Regions from separate parts of the Mus musculus genome. Here all the other regions are linked to region 5. Evidence: chromatin contacts called from public promoter capture Hi-C data. All regions are on one chromosome and are shown on one strand. The core of a region is the stretch at or near the end of the contact, and the rest is flanking DNA. Distances in the headings are between cores, read along the strand shown. Region 1 holds the start of Aco2 (aconitase 2, mitochondrial). Region 2 holds the start of L3mbtl2 (L3MBTL2 polycomb repressive complex 1 subunit). Region 3 holds the start of Mroh1 (maestro heat-like repeat family member 1). Region 4 holds the start of Csdc2 (cold shock domain containing C2, RNA binding). Region 5 holds the start of Eif3l (eukaryotic translation initiation factor 3, subunit L). Region 6 holds the start of Dgat1 (diacylglycerol O-acyltransferase 1). Region 7 holds the start of Vps28 (vacuolar protein sorting 28).

Region 1 (2,700 bases), core at 145-2,644, 2.8 Mb before region 5:
CAGGACAGAACTCATCGTACTGTCTAAAGAATCAAAAGAACCAGAGATAATTTAGCTGCAAATCCCTTTCATTGGCCAAAAGTTAAATGATTTGTTCAGATAAATGAGTTTGATTTTGCAGTTTGATTTTAAGTAATTTGATAAAGAAAACTTCAAATGATAATGCCTCCTGGGAGTAAGGCACATAATTTTTAAAAATTATTAATTCTATGTTCCAAGTTGATCCAAAACAAATTCACAAAAGTAATCATGAAAGGTTGCCAGAAAATGTCTACAGTTATTTTATGGATTTCTTTTTATGAACAAAATACATTCTTTACAGTAAACATTATACGTTTCTAGGGCTGTAAGGTTAGTAGTGGGAAACCATCTGACAGGCATAGTCAATTTTCTAGACGTCTCATAACAGTCAAGGTCAAACTGTTCACTCTTCTCATCTTTCCACCTAGTATCTGGAAAGCAACTATCGGTGACTTCAAAATATTTGATTCTGTATTCTGACAAATACAAACGATCACACCCTGATTCAGAAAGTTCTGTGATATTAGCTGCCATGAACAACAAGAAGAGAGGGTCTGCAGGGTCACTGCTCAGGCTATGATCCTTTAGTGACACCATGAAAGCCACTACTTTGTCTATATCTTCCAGTTTTTCCACCTACCAAGTTGGGGGAAAAATTATCTCACATCTATGTCGTCAGATAAAACATCTGTAACATTAGTAAACAGCCTTGACATCTGCTGCAAAGGTGAGAAAGCACTCTTATCGTGACTATTTATTATGGTGGGGCCCAGAATAGTCCTTCTTGTGTCTATGACCCCGAGTCTCCTCAAAGGGTAGTAGTGGATATAGCTTCTGCAAACTCCATGCCCGGCAACCACGGATAAATGAGGCGACGAGTCTCTGCTACTGGTGGGAAGTGAAGGCTTCAAGCACCCGGCTTTAGAGGAACCCACAACCACCGCGCCCCCCAATCACCTTGTCATCACCTTGAGGAACAGAAAACCACCCTGGGGGAGCATGGATTCCACCCTCAGAAAAAAAGGAGTGCCTCCACCCTGGACCAGGCTGCCGCTGCTTAAACCCAAGCTTGCCGGCGGGCGGGGATGGGAACTGCGAACAGCCTGTGCCAGGGACGCCTTGACCTAGGACAACGCAGGAACCCACAAGGGCGCTGGGCCTGCAACCGCGACAGGTGCACGGAACGTCAGCCGCGAATCGAGCCCGCCTCGCCTGGCCTCGCCTACAGCCGCGGGCAAGGCAGGAGGCTCCCCGCCCCCGTAAACCCACGTCTCTGGGCTCGCTTACCTGCAGCCGGGTGACCAGGAGGCTGTAAGGCGCCATTTTGTGCACTGACAAAGATGAGGTCGCATGAAAGTGACGTGACAAATGGCGCCCTTAAAAAAGCATCGAAGGGGGCGGGGCTTACAGAGAGACGAGTCAACCGCGAGGGTGGGGCCTCCTCCCGCAGCCAAGAGTGCAGATAGCACAGTGGGCGGGGCTTACATGACGGAAACCCGGCGTGGAAAGCAAAGATGCGGGGAAACTGCCAACTCGGCGTTCGGCGCAACCTTGTCACCTTTGCCCTTGGGTGTGGAAGCTGGAGGGGAGGCAGGAGTTCAAGGTCATCCAGGAAAGAGAATATCCCCAAATCAACATACTTGGCGGAAGCATGCAAGAAGCCCTGGCGTCAATCCCCAACACAGAATGCAACATATGTAGAATTTTTACCCAAGAACAAACTTCAGTTTATGAGTTCAAATCTGGAAGTAAAGAGAATTTTATTCAAAAACCTTTGGTGCACCTGCAAGGACCTAGCGAGGAAACTCTCGCGAGATCTAGCCGGTTTTGGTGCCCCCCCCCACCCCCCGAGGCTAAAGGCTGACGGACAGCTTAATGGCCAATCACGGAGGAACGGAAGTAAGCACGCCGTAGGTTAAAGGTCGGGCGGAAGTTCCCTAAGCTTCCGGCCGCCGGCTTGGAAAAAGAGTTATGGCTAAACATCATCCAGATTTGATTTTCTGCCGCAAGCAGGCTGGTGTGGGTGAGTTGGGGACGTGCTCCCTTTTGGTTGAGTGGGATGGGATTAGAAAGTGGGGGACTAGGGACTTCAGCCTCCTCTTTAGGGCTCTGGTTTGCCGTGTCCACGTTTCGCGCCTTACGGTGCCTGGGTATTCTAGCAGCGCTCACCGGCTTGTGGCATCTTAGAAGAGGGCAGCAGCGCGCATCCGGGAGTCTAAGGCTGGCGGGATCCTCTGTGCCAGGTCTGGAGAAGCCGGTCTAGAATACTTTGAATTTTGGGGGGTTCCAGACATTTTTTTTATTTTTGACATGGCCTTTGGTGTAAAGCAAAATTTAGGGTCGTGGGCCGGGAACTCTTGTCTGTAATCCCAGCACCTGGGAGGCAGAAGGCTGGAAGATTGCTGCGAGTTCGAGCCTGGCTAGAGCTTAAAAGCTAACTCAAGCTACACAGTGGGATTCTATCACAAAAAAGTAGGGGGTGGGGGACAGTGGAGAGGGAGGAAAGGAGAATGTGACCACGATCCTGTACGGTTGACTGTAATCATTGCTACCTTCGCCATCCTCTATACTCAGTTTGACGAAAAACTTTGCTTGCTACCTCACAACCTTAATTTTAACGATGTTTTACTATCTTTGACCTTGCAGCTATCGGAAGACTGTGTGAAAAATGTAAGCCGA
Region 2 (2,715 bases), core at 50-2,549, 2.6 Mb before region 5:
AAACTCTTTCTTCCCTCTTCTGTATATGTACATCCAAATGATCTCAACTCAGAAACAAATTTAAGACTGCCAGGCCCTCTTGCTGCTGCCTAGACCACTGCTCCTTGCAATGTATCCAATAAACCTGTTTTCTTCCTTAAAGGAAAACAGGGAAAAGAAAAAAAGACTGAGAAAATTGAGACCCAGGCTATCCCAAGGAGGCTTTGAGTCAGATGACTAATTGTATGGTGGTATGGACCACAGCCGTGAGTTGAGCTCTGATTGAAATCAGCTACTGATCCTGGGGCAAGTCACTTAAGGTCTGTGGGACAATTTTCTCATCCACGACAGCTGTTGGCTCACAGAATGTGAGGTAGCGATGAAATGCTACATAAAAACGTACCTAGCTTGTAATAGGAAAAAACGTGCCTAGCTTGTTGGGCAAGACAGAGGTAAAGAGAATGACGCTTTGGGCCAAGGTTCAAATACGATCTCTAGTGCTTCCTAGCTGTACGATGCACAGCGAGTCAAATGCACTGCCTCGGTTTCCACCAAATAAAGACAACACCACTATTTAATAATATTTTGGGAAGGGATGATAAACGTAAAACACTCAACAGTGCTCAATAAAGCTTAGCAATTATTACCGCTAGGAAACGGCAAGAGACTTCAAATGCAAGGTGCGGTGGGTCACCGGCTGCGGTACCACGGAAAAAGCGTAACGCAGTTTTGGAAACTGACGTACTTGGTGACAACCTCTTGCACTTTGCAGCTGTGTCGACCCAGAGGGCTGTTTTAATCCCTCCCTAAAGAAGATGGCTGTGAGCGTACGGGGAGACCAGCACGTGAACGCTCCCAGCGTGGAGTAGGAATCAACTCCGATCTTCCTCCCTTCACTTCCCGCGTGGAAGGGACAGGCCGCACGATCCTAAAGCTCAGAACCATGAAACCAAGACAAAGTTCAGAGCCCAGTTTCCCTGCCCCTGGCTAGGGAGGCGTTGCCATCCTTCCTTCGTCACCAGACCAAAAGGAACCTCGGGGGCCTCTGGCCGAGGCTAAGCTCCGTACCTCAGTTTACCAATCCTGCAACTGTCCACCACTAAGACATCGCTAAAACGGCGCGTCCGCCGAGCGAGGCGTTTGGGGCTCCCCTTCCCGCTTGGGCTGAGCCCTTTCCCTCTTACCTCAGTGCCCCGCGGTTTCTCCATGATACCAAATTCAATTCCCTCAACCGTCACCAGGTGCAGGAAGCCATATTGCCCTCGCCGCTCTCCGAGAGTGTGCTCATTGGCTGCTGCGCCCGAGCTGCGGGCCAATCATGCCGCAGGAAATAGGAAGCCGGTTCCGCGCTCGCCCGCGCCCCGCCTCCATTAAGGAGGGGCTGGGTAGCCGTGAGGATTAGGGGAGTTGTAGTTTTCTCCTGGGTGCACGAAAAGGGTCGTTGCCTTAGTAATGCGAAATCTCCTGAAGGGTACTTCTAGGGTTTTGTTGTTGTTTTTTCAGAGACAGGGTTTCTCTGTATAGTCCTGGCTGTCCTAGAACTCACTCTGTAGACCAGGCTGGCCTCGAACTCAGAAATCCGCCTGCCTCTGCCTCCCAAGTGCTGGGATTAAAGGCATGCGCCACCACGCCCGGCGGGTTTTTTTGTTTTTTGTTTTTGTCCTTTCTTAGTCAAATTTCAAACCATCTGAGCACAAGGGATTGGACGTGCCAGCCCCCCCCCCACACACACAAAAATTCGCACTCTCCCCAGGGGCCCCAGACAAAAATTCACACTCTCCCCAGGTAGGAAGTAAAGGTGCTCTTGGACAGGAATGCCTAGCAGAAATGCCTAATCCCTCTTTCAATTCAGACAGGAACAGGAATATTCTTAAACTCTATGTCCGTCTGCTCGCTGGGGCTTATGAGATGGTTTAGTAGGTGAAGGATCTTGTTCCATGAGCCTTTCTACCTGAGTTCAAATCTCTGAGCCACAACATAAACCTGGAAGTCAAAAAGCTACTCACAAAGTTGTCCTGACCTTTGTGTCACGCACATAAAACAAACACACAAGCTAAATAAATAAATGGGGAAAAAAAAGCCTTGGACTGGAGAAATGGTTCAGTGGTTACTGGCCACTTTTCCAGAGGTACCAGGTTTGATTCCCAGAACCCAGAACAACTCACAAAATTCTATAAACCCAGTTATAGTGGATCCTACTTTCTCTTCTGGCCTCTGATGACGCCAAGCACTAACATGGTCCATACATATGCATTCAGCAAAACCCCCATATCCACAAATAAATTATACGGATAGATGTTATAACCTTAAATCTAGGAGAGATGACTCAGCCTGTAAGTGAGTACAGCCAGAGCATGGAAAGCTGAGTTTTGCCCCCCAGTGCATGACAGAGCATGCCTGTGATCCCAGCACTAGGTAAGCAGACACAGAAGGATTCCCATGGCCTGCTGACCAGCCAGCAGCGATACAGTGGATAGCAAGAGATTGAAGAAGACACCTGAAGTCAACGCTTTTGCCAACTGGAGTATACATGTGGATTGAGTCCCCTATAGAACTACTCCTTCCCATCCTGGGTTCTCAGGAATTGTATGGCCTTACAAGCATCTAAAGTTCAGACAGGTCTGGATTAGTTTACTTATCCTACGTGAGGGCTCCCAGACCCACTCCCAGCTCCCTGCCTCTCTGCGTTGCTTTTTATTTTTAAATTTTTATTTATTTACTTTTTTAATGTGTTAT
Region 3 (2,700 bases), core at 137-2,636, 2.7 Mb after region 5:
TAATGAAGGCGGCCAGGCCTCAGCCATCGACTTTGACAGTAGAGCCCAGAAAGACATTCCTCATTCGAGCCACACATCTCAGCCTAAGGCCTAAGAGTAGAGCCTGCTGGCAGAAGCATCTCCCCGGCCTGCAGGTGCAGAGACTGCACAGCCAGCCAAGTCATAAACACAGGCTCCACAGGAATATCCCACAACCAGTGGTTTGCATAGGATCTCTGCTCTGGTGCCCCATCAACCCTGTGTCTGCTGGGGGTCTCCATCTAGATGACCATGGCCAACCAAGTCTAACAGAGCAGCTAAGACTTAACCCTTCACCTTCACCCCTGCCCTGCTCCACCTACCTACTTCCTGAATTTTTTTAATTTTACCATTTAATTAACTAGGTCGCAGGCTGTTCCTCCATTTCTACTACCATCCCCTTCCTTCCAAAGAGTTTCCTGCCTCCAACCAAGACTAGCCCCTCAAAGTTAGCCTCTGCCTTAACAGTAACTCCAGCTCACAGCCCCAGGTCTCCAGATGCCGCCCTCTATCCCTCTCCCGCAGGTCCTTATGCTTACTCACTGCACTTGAGTTTACGGTTCCATCCATTACCTTGAGCTCTGTACAGGGTAGAGCAGAGTCTTGCTGCATAACTGCACTGACTTGGTTGGAAAATTGGAATCCCAAACCTGGAGTGTCAGCCCTGGCTCCACCTCACCTAGCTCTCACCTTGCCTGAATTCTATACTCTGAGAGTTTTGTGGCCTTCTCCCTGGGGCCAGCAATCCTCGTGACTCTGGACAAATCACTTTCCTGCTCTACACCGCCTCCTTTAATCCGCAACGAGAATACAGAAAGACGAGTGGCTGCGGTGCGGTGAGCACTCGCTTTGCAAGTCCCTGAATTAAGGCTCAGTTTTATGAAAGAGACAGAAATGCCGGTAGCCCAGTTGCGGAGGTCAAAGACCTGAACACGTAGCCCCTACCCCGCAAAGGACCAGGGTCTTGAGTCACCGAGTTCCCGGAAGGGACTAGGACATGGATCACGCGACCCACGAGACAGCAGGGACAGGGACCAGGGACCACGCGCCGATGTCTGACAAGTCAGAATTGAATCGCAAGCTCCGAGATCCCTTCCAGGTGTAAGATGCGAAGCCGGGCCCGCTGGGCACACCTGAGATCTCCCAGCACCTCCTGGCACCGGCCCGCTGACCTTGGGGAGGCGCCCCTTGACACAGCTTCTCTTGCTGCTGGCAGATGGGGAGGCCCCTAGGCTCTCTGGTCCAAGTTCCTCAAAGGGTGCCTGGCCCCCACCACCAAAGATGAGCCTTAACAAGCCGTTTACCTGAGGAGCCGCCGCCGCCGCCACGGCCCGGGCGCCGCCCTCTATGCCCCAAGCGTCTCAGAGTAGGCGGAGCAGCGCCCCAAGCCCATCCCCGCAGCCCTCTGGCCAACTGCGGCCTGGCGCGCGGCAATTTGGCCCCGCCTCCGTGCGATCTCCACACTCATTGGTCAGAGTTCTGTCCCTCACGTTAACTCCGCCCACTCTCCGCTCCATGGAGCGCCTAGGTACACCTACTTCTTCCTGTTCTCTGCTGGGTACCCCAGCGGTCCGGTGACCATTTCACAAGACAAGTGTGAGTACTGCTGCTGCGCCAGACGCCGTCTGCGCAAGCGCTGTTCTCGAGAGTATTCGGACTCGGCCTCCAACTGCAGAAAACTCCACCAGGCGGGACCGGTGGCGCACTCCTTTAATCCCAGCACTGGAGAGGCAGAGGCAGGTGGATCCTTATGAATTCGAGGCCATCCTGGTCTACATAGTGAGTTCTAGGACAGTCTGGGATAAAAAGTGAGACCCTATCTCGGGAAGAAAACAAAAATAAAAAAAACAAAACAAAACAACAACCCAGCTGTCACGGACACACACAAGGTATTGTCATTGTTGTACATTGGTCACACACTAAACGCCTAAAACTACCCCAAACCCCTAAATGTACACATGGCCATGCCCAACAGAGGTACATGTCCAACCTATCAACAAGACATTGGGAATCAAGATGATCATGTCCTAGCTACCTGGGCTGCTTGCTACCTACCACTGTTATTCCAGCTCCAGGAGCAGCTAAAGCCTCTAAGGCTGGAAAGAGGTGACTAAAAAAGTAAAAGTAAGCCATACTACAGGATAAACTTTGGGTTTGGTGCCAAGAAAGCAAGGTTAGATAAGAGAGTTGGGGACGATCATGCCAGGAAGACTTGGCACCTGCAAAGAACCAGAGGTTGCAATCACCCAGATGTGTGTAAACAAGAGAAAGTTGTGGGTAGAGTTCTGAAAGCAAAAGAACCAAGAACCTGTCAAAGGGGAAGCAGCTACCATGTATCTAGGCTGACAGCATCGTTGGATGTGGAAATTAAGCTGCTGCGGTTGAACCAGGTCAGAGGCAAACACACAGCCAATATTCTTTTTCCACGATGAGAAGGACTTGGATGAGTTCTACTGAGAGGATAGAGCCCAAGAGAGAAAAAGACAGGACAGGACTCTCTGAGTAAGAGAGTGAAGCATTTGGGGCTGGCAAAATGGCTCAGTGGTTAAGAGCGCCAACTGCTCTTTCGAAGGTCCAGAGTTCAGATCCCAGCAACCACACGGTGGCTCACAACCATCCATAACGAAATCTGATGCCCTCTTCTAGAGTGTCTGAAGACAGCTACAGTGTACTTACATATAA
Region 4 (2,703 bases), core at 52-2,551, 2.9 Mb before region 5:
GCTCCCCCCAACCCCCACTCCCACCCTCCATCCCCACCTCCTCACTCCCATCCTTCCCAGGGAAAGGCCCTGACTGGATGGCATCTAAGCGAGCCAGTGCCAGGCTGTCGGAGAAGAGGGTGCCCACCTCCTACCAGGCACACTTCCTTCTCCCCTCCCCCAGCCCCAGCGGATGCAGCAGTTCACACTCTGGATTTATTATTGTTCTCAGTCCCGCTCTCCCTCCTCCCTGGGAAGCGCCTGCAGCCTGGCAGCCTGGCAGCCTGGCAGGAACCTGCTGTCTCCTTGTGGGTGCCAGCATGGTCCCTTATCTCCATTCAGTCTCCTTGTGCCAGGGTCAGACCACTTAGGGGCTTGATGCCAGCCAAGGCCAACCTGAGTCCTTGCATCCTACAGCAAGCAAGGGGTGTCCAGCAGCTGGTCTATCACCCCCTGTCCTACAGTGGGTTGCACCTAAGCAGAGGAGGAGGTCAGAGCTAGCCCAGCATGCGGGGGAGAGCAAAGACCCAGTGGGGTGGCATAAAGGCAAAAATAACACAGAGCCATCCCTCCAGCCAGTTGACACAATTATCTCTGCCACACTAGGGAAAAATAGAGTGAGGGAAGACAGCTGCTCTGGGTCCCTCTGCCTGCCCCAGGCGGTTCCTCCCCTCTGCTCTGGCCTCAAAACAGATTCCAGGGACAAAATCCAGCGGTGCTCCGGACTGGCCTTTTAGGGTCTGGAAGGAGTCCCGGCTTTCCCTCACCTAGTTCCCAGACCGGAGGCTGCGGCTTGGCAGGTAGCTGCTGTTACCTGCATCTCAACCCAGACGCGAGTCCCAGACACAGACATTCACACACATTCAGATGCGCGGGAGCCACTCCGCCTCAGCTCTTCTGGAGGGTCAAGGAGAGAGAAGGGAAGGGCGGTGGGCTCTACATCTCCCCCCGCATCCTCTAAGCAGAGCTGGGCTGGCTGATGTAGCGCTGCGACCTTTCCAACCTCAATCCACACATCCTTTCTTGGTACCATCAGCCCTCGGCCCCTGCCTCTGCCACAGTTTCCATCACCGGCTTCCTTCAGGTCCCTTACCTCGCCGTGGCAGCTGGGTCCAGGCACTGTCTCCTGTAGTGGGCAGCACCCGATCTCTCTGGACTGTGGAGCTGGCTCGCAGGGGTCACGTCTGGATAATGCACTCTCCGTGGCGTGTGTGTGTGTGTGTGTGTGTGTGTGTGTGTGTGGTGTGCAGGAGGCACCTCGGGCCCCTCACTCACTCACTCACTCACTCACACACGCCCTCCTGCTGACGTCAGGATGTGCTGGAGGGAGGGACTGGGATGGGAATTTGTACTCCTAGCTTAAAGGGACACTAAGCCATCTCTTCTCTGGCCCAGACACCACCTTGTGAGCCAGGCCAAGTGCTGGGTGAGTGGCTAAGCTGCGTCACTTTGAGCGTTACTGCTTCTTGTTTTGGAAAGTGGCTTTTATTGCTGGGCCAAGGTATAATTTGCTCTACCAGGTCAGGGTAGCTGCTGGGGAGTAAGAGGCAGGAAGAGCTAGAGACAGTGTGCATTCTTGGTGAGCGGGGTGCCAGGGAGTGTTTATGGTCAACGGGAGGGCCTGCAGGGTGGGAGGATGTATTCTGGAGAAAGGAGGCCAGAGAACAGAGGAGACCCTCTGGGAACAAGCCAGGTTCCTAGGGACTCCCAGACATTCCATTCCCTCTGCAGTCTGCAGCTGTGCTGAGCTCTGTCCCCTCAGATCATCTGAGATCTCCATTTGAAGAATGTGCTCAAATCTCTTTGGCACACATTAGGTCTTTGGGAGGGGCTGTGGAATCCAGGGGAAGAGAACTATAAAAGAATAATGAGTGTCTTTCTGTGTATGTTTCTTTCTTACACACACACACACACACACACACACACACACACACACACTCGCACACACATATACAGGGGGCAGTGGTGTCTGTGTGTCTGTGTGTCTGTGTGTACTTGTGGTTTAGGAGGCTTTTAGAAGTAAGGACTGACTCAGCAGATTCAGTCCAAGCAGTTTAGGTCTCTTCAGACAGTAAGACCTCAGCACACTCCCGCCCCCCAAAAAGCCGGGCAGTGGTGACACATGCCTTTAATCCCAGCACTAGGAGGCAGAGGCAGGCAGATTTCTGAGTTCGAGGCCAGCCTGGTCTACAGAGTGAGTTCCAGGACAGCCAGGGCTACACAGAGAAACCCTGTCTCGGAAAAACAAAAACAAAACAAAACAAAAAAGACCTCAGGCAAATCCCTAGGACCCCAGTGCTCCCCAAGAGGACAGTGCTCCCCAAGAGGACAGTGCTCCCCAAGAGGACAGTGCTCCCCAAGAGGACAGGTAAGGCTCAACCGTCTATGAGCTCAGGGCCAGGCTCCAGGAAACCTCTTCAAAGGGCTTCTCTGCCACCCCCCTGTCCCTCCTCAACCTCATCTTAGAGAGACATCTTCCCCAGGTGTCACTTTAGTACTACTGAGTCATGAGGAGGTGCCCTTTGTGCTGGCACAGACCTATAGGTCCCAGCCCTCAAGAGGATGAAACAAATAGATTTCAAGTTTGAGTCTACCTGGCTACCTAGAGAGGCAGTGTCTCAACAAACAAACAAACAAACAAACAGGAAAACAGACATGACAGGAGCTGGAGAGATGACTCAATGATTAAGAGCACTGGCTGCTCTTCCAGAGGGCCCAGGTTCA
Region 5 (2,700 bases), core at 50-2,549:
ACCCCCATCTTTAAAAAACAGGAAAGGAAACTCACTTTCTAACCAAATGATGCATAGTACGCTATTTTCTTTCACCTTTAAAGACACATTAACATGCTTACTTTGTAAAACTACTCTACTGTAAGGGCCAATAAAATACATGCTGTGAGCATCGCAAGCCACTTGGTACTTACTTAATCTCAAAGTGACTAGAACATTTCGGTAAACTTCAAAAGCCTCCCCAAAGTATTTCACTTAGACTTGGTTTGAATCAAGGAAGATTTTCACACCAAGATTTCCTTCTTTGGGGCTGGAGTGTGTGGTTTAATCTCATCTCCGGCACCCAAACAACAAAGCCACAAAGCTTTTTGACCTTGGCCAGACAGCTCAGGGAGGAGGGCTGTGGGTGTGGTTCAGAGACCGTCCACAAGCATGGGGCTCTGGGTTCCACCCCAGTATAACAAATAAAATCTGCCCCAAGTAAGAAAAACCTAGCCGGGTCAGTGATGGTCCTCTTCTGACGTGGGCAGGTAGACCACAAAAAAGGCCTGGTTTAATTAGACTCTTCACAACCCTACCAATCAGACCTAATGGCCGACTCCACCACTCCATTAGGACGCAGTTTTTAACAGGTCCCTGTTGGGAGTCAACGCTGAGATGGTCAAAGAAAAAAGTGCCAATCCTTGGAAGGCAAGAGACAGCCGGGCAAACTGAGAGCCTCACCTGTGTGCATATCATAGTCGCCCGGGTAGGCGTAGGGATCATAAGCAGCCTGCAAGGAAAGAGACAAAGTTAGGGAGACACGCCAAATGGGGACTCCAAAAATGCTCGTCCTCGGGCCTCCATGTCAAGCAGGAGGCAAAACATACTACTCAGATAAGACTGACAGTCGCTACCTCGGAGGGCTTCACATGTGTGAGAGAAAAGGGACCCCGGGCAAGCACAAAACACGCTTACAGGTGCAACAAGACAAGAAAAACACAGTAATAGCCCCGTCTGAAGCAGACGCCATGAGAGCCAAGAACTCAGCATTAAACACCCTTCAGCCCGCCTCCGACTGACTGCGACTACACGCGGGGACATACGGCCGGCAGAGGAGGGACCCGGGGAGGAGACCCGGGGCCGGGAGGGCCGGAATGATCGAGGTCCGCTTGTTCCGGCCCGATCTGGACGCCGCCTCACCTCGGGGACAGATCCCACCGAACCGGGTGCCCACCGCGGACCCCGCCACGCGCTCACCGCTTCATTACCTCAGACTCGTAGTCATCAGCGGGGTAAGACATGGCTACGGCGCTCCAGAAGCCCGTGGGAGAGAGCGGAAGAAGAACTCCGCGCCTGCTTGGCCGGACCGGAAGTCCCGCCCAGCCCAACCTGCCCGAAAGCCTTTCCGGGGTCGCCGGGGAAGCGAAGTAGCTCTGATTGGAAGGACGGAGTTCCTAAACTATCAGAGTTCCTTCCTCCCTGCAAAACGGGCTTTTCAAAGGACATTATTGTGGAGTATGGTGTGCACGCAGAAGTAGGGGCGGGCAAGCGATAAAGGGGAAGAATGCCTAGACCCTGTTGACTCACATCTGCCATCTCAAGGATGGCGGAGGCAGGAGACTGCAACAAATTCGAGGATAACCAAAGTTAGTTATTTCCAGGCCAATCTGATTATAAAGCGGGGTCTCCAAAACAACAACAACAAAAATAAAGAGAAATCAGAAGAAAACGGTACAGAGACGATGACAAGTGACCTGCTAAGATGTAGCGTTCCTGACCTTAGATTTAGGTGTAAACGGTTTTGCCTGCAGCGAGAAATTTCTCCCCCACACCACCACCACCAAAAAAAAAAAAAAAAAAAAAAAAAAAATCAACCTGAGAACACTCAGGATGACCAAACTGGTGAAGGCCCTTGACACCAAGCCTAACGACCTGAGTTCGATGTGGGAGACCCACATGGTGGAAGGCGAGAACCAATCCCTGAACAGCTGATTTGCCTTACCTTTTGGGCACCTGCATCCTTGTCTCCGGGTCACAACAATCTCTGCTTATTACAGCCAGGTACACAACTCTGGGCTTCGGCACTCATGCTTACCTCTGACCAGACTTTAGTACAAATGACCCCGGTATCACTGCCTGGCTCTCTGTTGAAGACAGGAGTTTGCTGGACGAGTGTTGCTAATCAACGCCCTCTACTCAAAGCGTCCTATTTAGAACTGCCATTCTCCCCCCTGGCTCCTTAAGCCCTAGACTCCTTAAAGTCGTTCCTTTTGTTTGCCTGTCTGGTTGCTTTGGTTTATTTAAGCAAGAAAGAATTAGGGTTTAATAAAGACCTTACTTTTAAGATTATTTATTCCTCTGTATGAGTGAATTATGCACACAGGGCATCAATCCTCTGGAGTTACAGCTGATTTTTCAAAAATCAGCCAGCTGTACCCCTGGCTGTCCTGGAACTCAGTCTGTAGACCAGACTGCCCTTGAACTCAAGAGATCCACCTGCCTCTGCCCCCTGCTTACTGGGATTAAAGGCTTGCATAGCTACCTCCCTGCTCATTTGGTTTTAGACAGGATCTTTCTATTATGTAATTCTGGGTGTCCTAGGGTCTATTATGTAGACCAGGATGACCTCAAACTCAGAGATCCACCTGCCTCTGCCTCCTGAGTGTTGGGATCAGAGGTGTGTACTACCACACCCATACCCCTCACCCCACACCCACACCCCAAGATGTTTTGCCATAG
Region 6 (2,879 bases), core at 17-2,516, 2.6 Mb after region 5:
GGTTTCAAACTGGAAGCTGGTGTAGCCAACGTGCTAGCCCAGGAGAATGTGGAAGCCTCGTATTCACTTAACAGAGGAAGGAGCGGGAAAGGCATGGCAGAGCTCACACGACTTACCTTCACTTCAGGCTCCCAAAGAGACTTTTTCTTTCACTCTGCCTCCTTTTGGGGTCACTATTCACAAAGACCTAGCCCTTGCCTTGCCAAGGACCAGATGAAAGACTGGGCCAGCAACAAAGGAATGCTCGGAGACACTGACCAGGTTGGCTCTGATCCACAAAAGTCCAAGCCTGGGTTCGCTTTTCTCTGCATATGTACAAAGACACCACCGGCAGGGCAGCCCAGATTGCTCATCATGAGATGTGTCGTGAAGAAAGTGTGACCTGAGGGAAGGAGTCAGTGGATACTACAGAAGTGGAGGGAGCTTAATAGGAAGACTAGTAGCATCCTGTAGGAGAGGCTACCAACCTTGTCCTATAGAGGTGCTTCTTAGGCCTGCTATTCCCCAGAAGAGAAAGCCACTATTCTCCTTGGTCCTTTATAGTGTTTCTGAAGGAAATTAGGTGCTTCCTCAGGTCTAGAATGTATGCACGGCGGTGTCTAAATCAGGCACGTTGCTTGTCGGGCCCTCGACAGCACTGTGGGGCGGTAGAGGAAGAGGCCATGGTGACTGGTGAGTTGCTTCTTTTAACTAACTGGGCAGTTGCACACATTTGCTGTAATGCGAAGCTGGGTATTTCTCCAGTTTGATCCTTTGACAGGCTATGTGCTCCAAGGTACATTTAAACTGGTTCCTGCCTAGCAGCTAGGGATCTTTCGGAGAACGATGCTGCCAGAGCAGATAAGTCTGTCGGTTGTGCGCTCAAAAATGGATTTGGAACCGCAAGACGTCAGCGCAGTTTCATAAATGACCTACACTCAAACCGCTGCTGGGGATGACGAAAGGATGTTTTTACATAAGTGGGACAAGAGGCAAGCAAGAGGTCAGAGGAAGTGCGTAGCTGCCAGGGAGCCAGGAGCCGGGGCAGTTCTCCTCCCGCTTGCTCCTCGCAGTGAGACAGCACCTCGGACCTCTTCCACCGAAGTTCACAGCCAAGCTGCACACTAGTTGCTTCTGCCAGCCTGTGACTGCAATTCCCAGAGTGCTATACGTCACCAGCTCCCGGTGCCTTCAACTCCCAGGAGGCTCCGCGCTCTGCTCCCGCGACTCCCAGCGTGCTCCGCGTCTTCGATTAGGCTCCGCCTCCGCTCGGCCTCGGACTACAAATGGACTCTCCAGTTGACGCCACAGCCAGTCAGCTGCTCCGCAGCATCGCAGCCTCAGCGTCGCAGAGGTAGTCGTGCGCTGCGCCGGCTACGGAGGCCGGCAGGGGGCGGCGGCGGAGGCCGTTGCTCAGGGTCCAGAGGCGGGGCCGCGGGCTCCAAGCGCTGAGAGCCGGCGGAGCACGACTGGGCCGCGACGAGGTGCGGGCCGAAGCCATGGGCGACCGCGGAGGCGCGGGAAGCTCTCGGCGTCGGAGGACCGGCTCGCGGGTTTCCGTCCAGGGTGGTAGTGGGCCCAAGGTAGAAGAGGACGAGGTGCGAGACGCGGCTGTGAGCCCCGACTTGGGCGCCGGGGGTGACGCGCCGGCTCCGGCTCCGGCTCCAGCCCATACCCGGGACAAAGACGGGCGGACCAGCGTGGGCGACGGCTACTGGGATCTGAGGTAGCGGAGTGCCTGATCCCCTTACATCTGACCTCTCCAGTGACGCTCCTAGTTCTTAAAAGTTGGCCACAGCTTTGCGAGTTACGCGGCCGGGGCTCCCCTGGGGCTGTACTGGGACACGGGCTTTGGGGAGAGGGTCACTTGCCAAGGTCACCCAGGTGTGGTCGTGTAGCCGACCAGGGAGTCTGGGTAGAGGAGTGGGCAGCAGCCCCCTTTCCATATTGCTTAGGAAAGTAAGCACACCTTGAGGCAGAGTCCCTTGAGGTCCTTTCTGAGGAGTGGGTAGCAGGAAATGTGAGCCCCGGGGGGGTGGGGGGTGGAGATGAATGGGCTTTCTTCAGTGGAAGGAGGCTGATGTTTTCCAGGGAGGGTTATGATGAAGAGTTACCTTTGCAAAAACTACGAGGGGTGTCCTGTGGGTAGAGAAGGCTGCTAGAGGCTCCAGAGGACACACGCCTGTTTGAGGCGATGGGTATGGGCGTTTGCTCGGGGCAGAGGACAGTACAGGAAGCTTTCTAGTACTAACAGGCTGCATGGCTTATTCACCCCTCTTCCAGCAAGTAGGAGGGCCTGAAGGAAGCCCAGCTTATGTTACCAGAATGACTTCGGGCTATAGGGGCAGAGCTGACTACTAAGTGAGACTTTCATCCCGTGGTTGGAGTACCGGAGAGAGGTTTGGTATGAACACACCTATGGGAGAGGCCCTGCTTAGCTGAAGAAATGGAGACTGTCTCCTACAAAGCCGGCCCTGAGACTCTTTTTGGTGATCATCATGGGACCCTTTAGTAGCTCTGGGTTAGGAAGTACCTGAGGGGCTTGGAGGAAGTGGCTATCTAGGGTGGCAAAGTCTGGTTCTCTTTGTATCAACAATCTTTTTCTAGTGGGCACGGTGCCCCCCACGCCCCAGCTGCCCTAGGGTGTTCACAGTTCACCCAGGAGATAAGATAACTTCAGTGTGAGGCAGGTATGGCATATTATGAACAAAGGTCAGGTAAGGAGGCCTTGGAGGCAAGAGTGGGGGAGGAGGTTGGCCCTCCTTAGAGGGATCATGATTTTCTGTAAATCAAAGCTGGTCTTGAGAGAGGCTGGCCTCCCATTTTCCACCTGAAAAGATGTTGTGTGTGTGCGCTCTCTCTCAAACAAACACACAAACAGGGTTTCTCTGTGTAGCCCT
Region 7 (2,784 bases), core at 103-2,602, 2.4 Mb after region 5:
AACTTTGTAAGAGAACATATATCAAAACTTCTTTGGGGGCCACTGACTGACTGGCCTGGCAAACATTTTCCAACTCCACCTTTATAGACAGACCTCTGAAACAATGCACATTGCTTCTTTAAAGTGACATTTTTCAGATACACATGCACACCCCCTCACAGCCTAGGCAGCTCCTCGGGTATTCTTAAAATGATCATGAAGATTTGAACCTCCTTTTGGAGTGGCAAATTGTTTGTTGTTTTTTGAGACAGGGTGTCTCTGTGTAGTCCTGGCTGTTCTGGAGCTCTGTAAAGTTTCCTCTCTACCTGGAGAGGACTGAGATTAAAGGCGGATGCCACCAGGGCAGGCATGATTTGGACCTTTTGTTTTTGCGGGGTTTTCTGGGTCAGGAGGGTAGCAAATCATTGTTACTTGCAGAAAACCTTATTTCCTCATTCCTGTCCACCAGTCAGTGATCCAAGTTCCGCTTAAGGGGTGCTTGCTCTCTCAACCTGCCCCCCTCCCTCCTTCCTTGCCTTATCTACTAATAAGCTAGCTTGTCCCGTTACACCAACGCACTCTCCACCTTATAAGTGTGCCTGATGGCCTGGCCTGCCACTGCCTTGCCCAGCTGAGATTTGAGGGTGGCAGCCTTTCCCCCTGGAGGATAAAAACTGAGCACAGGGGAGTCCCTGGGTTTTTCCTGTATCTCACCCCCTCTTCCCAACACAATGGTATTTCTGGCAGCTGTGCGCTTCATCCAGTTCCCTGACAACCTTGAGCCTACTGGGATCTCTGACTTGATCAAGGCCTGGCATTCACTAGCCTCCAGAGATCCGAGGGCCCACAGTATACAGATATATTGAGTCCTTTTTATGATGGGACAAGCCAAAATGTAGGCTCCGAGGTACAACATAAGCACTATGCCTCCTGTGGGTGTGTAAGTTAAACCTACCTCCTCCTCACCCCCACAGGCTGCTCTATTCAAGGGCCGCTGAACTCTGACCTCTGGGACAAGATCTTCGTGCAGTTGCAGGAGTTGCAACTGTGCACCAAAGACCTGAGCACCAAAGACCGAGACTCGGTGTGTCAGAGACTGCCAGAGGGTGCGTGCACAATGGACCAAAGTTCCAAGCTCTTCTTTAAATGCCTCTGATCCTAGTCCTGCCGTTTCCTCCAGAAGAAAAAGAAAAACCTTAATAAACTATGCTGCTATCTCATTTGTGTCAGCTCTCTGCGAAAAGGGTGGGCGATGTGAGCTGTAAAAGCCTTGACAGGCGGAGCTACTCCAGAGCGCAAGCTCAGGCAAAAAAAGCCGAGTGCCGATCAATGGATTTGGCTTGCTATGTGCGTAGGCTCAAGGTTAGAGGATGAGTGCCGAGCTGCCGATCGGGTTTCCCGGCAGGCGCAGGCGGAAAAAGCGAGCACCGAGCTTCTGTCGCCATCTCCGGGACTCCAAACGCCCCAGGTACACAGCGGCGGTGGCCGGGTCCCCTCTTCATAGGAACCCTTTGGTCTAGGTGTCCCGGTCCCGTCTCCTCTGGGGCTCAGCGGCCCTTGCCGCGCGGCCAGTGTCTCAGTAGGTGATGGGCGCTGTCAAGTGGCATTGCTGGTCCACAGTTCAGGTTCCCCTGTCTGTGAGGGTACCCACCTTTCTTCTGCGACTCCGCCGGCTATTCCTAGCTCCTGCGACCTCGGTAGCTCTCGCTGCTCCTCAAGCCACTCCATCTCAGTTTGACCATCTTCCTTGAACATTTGTTTTCACCCCATTTCAAATCCTGAGGCGTGTCTGGGCTGGCTTCCTTATTAGACAGGACCTATCCTGGGCCTTGCCTCCGCCACTTTGCCGCATCAACCAATAAGCTTGCCCTTATTCATTTCTCCAGTATCTCCCACAGATTAGGGTAAAACCTACCTCCACACTTTCCCTCACACACAGAAAGCCCCGGACACCTAGTCTCAGTTCATTTCCACTGAAAGATGTTGCAACAATGCCCTTCCCCTGTGCCCAAGATGCTGCCCCAGTTCTAACAGCTACTCTTCCCTACCCTAACCCAGCTAACAGGCAGGACTCCCATGGCACTCGATGTTCATCCTCAAAGCCTGACATGACATTCCCCCATGACAGTCCTTTAGCATCCTGTGCCGTTCCTGTAGAGAGCAGGAAAGCTGTTCACAACGCTCTGATCTCCAGAGCCCAGTTCTTAAGGTGTAAGGGGACCCTTGAGTTAGTGTTGGCTCTGCTTTCCAGGTCTCTTGTGCTGTATAGCTGCCTGGGCCTGCAGGATGTTCCACGGGATCCCAGCTACTCCTGGTGTTGGAGGTGAGTGTAGGCTAAACTGGGAGGAAGGGGAGGAGCCAAGGCTTTCCCTGTTGCAGGGGCTGTTGGGAAAGGACCACACTGCTACGTCCATCCCGTAGTCATTAGGCCCTGGGTAATGACTAGGGCCAGAATTATTTCTGGTGGGAATCTGAGGGCCCCTGCAATACCCTGCTGGGGAGCGAGAATATACTCCAATGTGGTCAGAACCTCTGGCATCCTGAGCAACTCTGGGTCTCCAACTGCATGTGTGAAGCATCTGACAGGCTTTTATTTGTACCAAGTTGTGGTTCTGTGTACAAACTACAGTCATGTTGGCGGGGGAAGAGAGCTAAACCTAGCAATCTGTATGTAGCCTCTTAGAGGCCATATTGGTAGGAGGTGAGGCTGGAGCCCCTATTCTGTGCTTCCCTTTGAGCTCTGTGATACATGGCATGGGAGACACCTTCTTGGGACGTAACTGAAGTGGGCCTGTCCTGGGGTCA

What was found. Promoter capture Hi-C pulls out the DNA fragments that hold promoters and counts their contacts.
Region 1: a promoter capture Hi-C map of pre-B cells shows a contact between it and region 5, with 3 times the contacts expected there. The contact joins the promoter of Aco2 here to the promoter of Eif3l in region 5. A contact is called at or near these places in 2 of 39 promoter capture datasets (cranial neural crest and pre-B cells).
Region 2: a contact with region 5 is called in a promoter capture Hi-C map of pre-B cells, with 4 times the contacts expected there. The contact joins the promoter of L3mbtl2 here to the promoter of Eif3l in region 5. A contact is called at or near these places in 2 of 39 promoter capture datasets (liver and pre-B cells) and 1 of 9 other capture datasets (liver).
Region 3: a contact with region 5 is called in a promoter capture Hi-C map of liver, with 5 times the contacts expected there. The contact joins the promoter of Mroh1 here to the promoter of Eif3l in region 5. A contact is called at or near these places in 2 of 39 promoter capture datasets (liver and pre-B cells).
Region 4: a contact with region 5 is called in a promoter capture Hi-C map of pre-B cells, with 4 times the contacts expected there. The contact joins the promoter of Csdc2 here to the promoter of Eif3l in region 5. A contact is called at or near these places in 2 of 39 promoter capture datasets (hippocampal neurons and pre-B cells).
Region 6: a contact with region 5 is called in a promoter capture Hi-C map of cranial neural crest. The contact joins the promoter of Dgat1 here to the promoter of Eif3l in region 5.
Region 7: a promoter capture Hi-C map of embryonic stem cells shows a contact between it and region 5, with 8 times the contacts expected there. The contact joins the promoter of Vps28 here to the promoter of Eif3l in region 5. A contact is called at or near these places in 3 of 39 promoter capture datasets (embryonic stem cells, hippocampal neurons and liver).

The regions. Positions count from the first base shown.
Region 1 is chr15:81,871,157-81,873,856 of GRCm38.p6, reverse strand. Aco2 (aconitase 2, mitochondrial) reads right to left here and starts at 1,394. Exons shown (of 18, transcript NM_080633.2): 1 at 1,309-1,394. The coding sequence starts at 1,344. Phf5a (PHD finger protein 5A) reads left to right here and starts at 1,965. Exons shown (of 4, transcript NM_026737.3): 1 at 1,965-2,044; 2 at 2,668-2,691. The coding sequence starts at 1,993.
Region 2 is chr15:81,662,473-81,665,187 of GRCm38.p6, reverse strand. L3mbtl2 (L3MBTL2 polycomb repressive complex 1 subunit) reads right to left here and starts at 1,299. Exons shown (of 17, transcript NM_145993.5): 1 at 1,164-1,299. The coding sequence starts at 1,187.
Region 3 is chr15:76,379,199-76,381,898 of GRCm38.p6, reverse strand. It overlaps Mroh1 (maestro heat-like repeat family member 1), which reads right to left and starts at 1,386. Exons shown (of 44, transcript NM_175457.4): 1 at 1,323-1,386.
Region 4 is chr15:81,935,357-81,938,059 of GRCm38.p6, reverse strand. It overlaps Csdc2 (cold shock domain containing C2, RNA binding), which reads right to left and starts at 1,301. Exons shown (of 4, transcript NM_145473.3): 1 at 1,073-1,301.
Region 5 is chr15:79,073,822-79,076,521 of GRCm38.p6, reverse strand. It overlaps Eif3l (eukaryotic translation initiation factor 3, subunit L), which reads right to left and starts at 1,299. Exons shown (of 13, transcript NM_145139.2): 1 at 1,230-1,299; 2 at 703-751. The coding sequence starts at 1,262.
Region 6 is chr15:76,510,381-76,513,259 of GRCm38.p6, reverse strand. Dgat1 (diacylglycerol O-acyltransferase 1) reads left to right here and starts at 1,266. Exons shown (of 17, transcript NM_010046.3): 1 at 1,266-1,705. The coding sequence starts at 1,479.
Region 7 is chr15:76,624,652-76,627,435 of GRCm38.p6, reverse strand. Vps28 (vacuolar protein sorting 28) reads left to right here and starts at 1,352. Exons shown (of 10, transcript NM_025842.4): 1 at 1,352-1,447; 2 at 2,231-2,302. The coding sequence starts at 2,266. Tonsl (tonsoku-like, DNA repair protein) reads left to right here. Exons shown (of 26, transcript NM_183091.3): 26 at 954-1,199. The coding sequence ends at 1,135.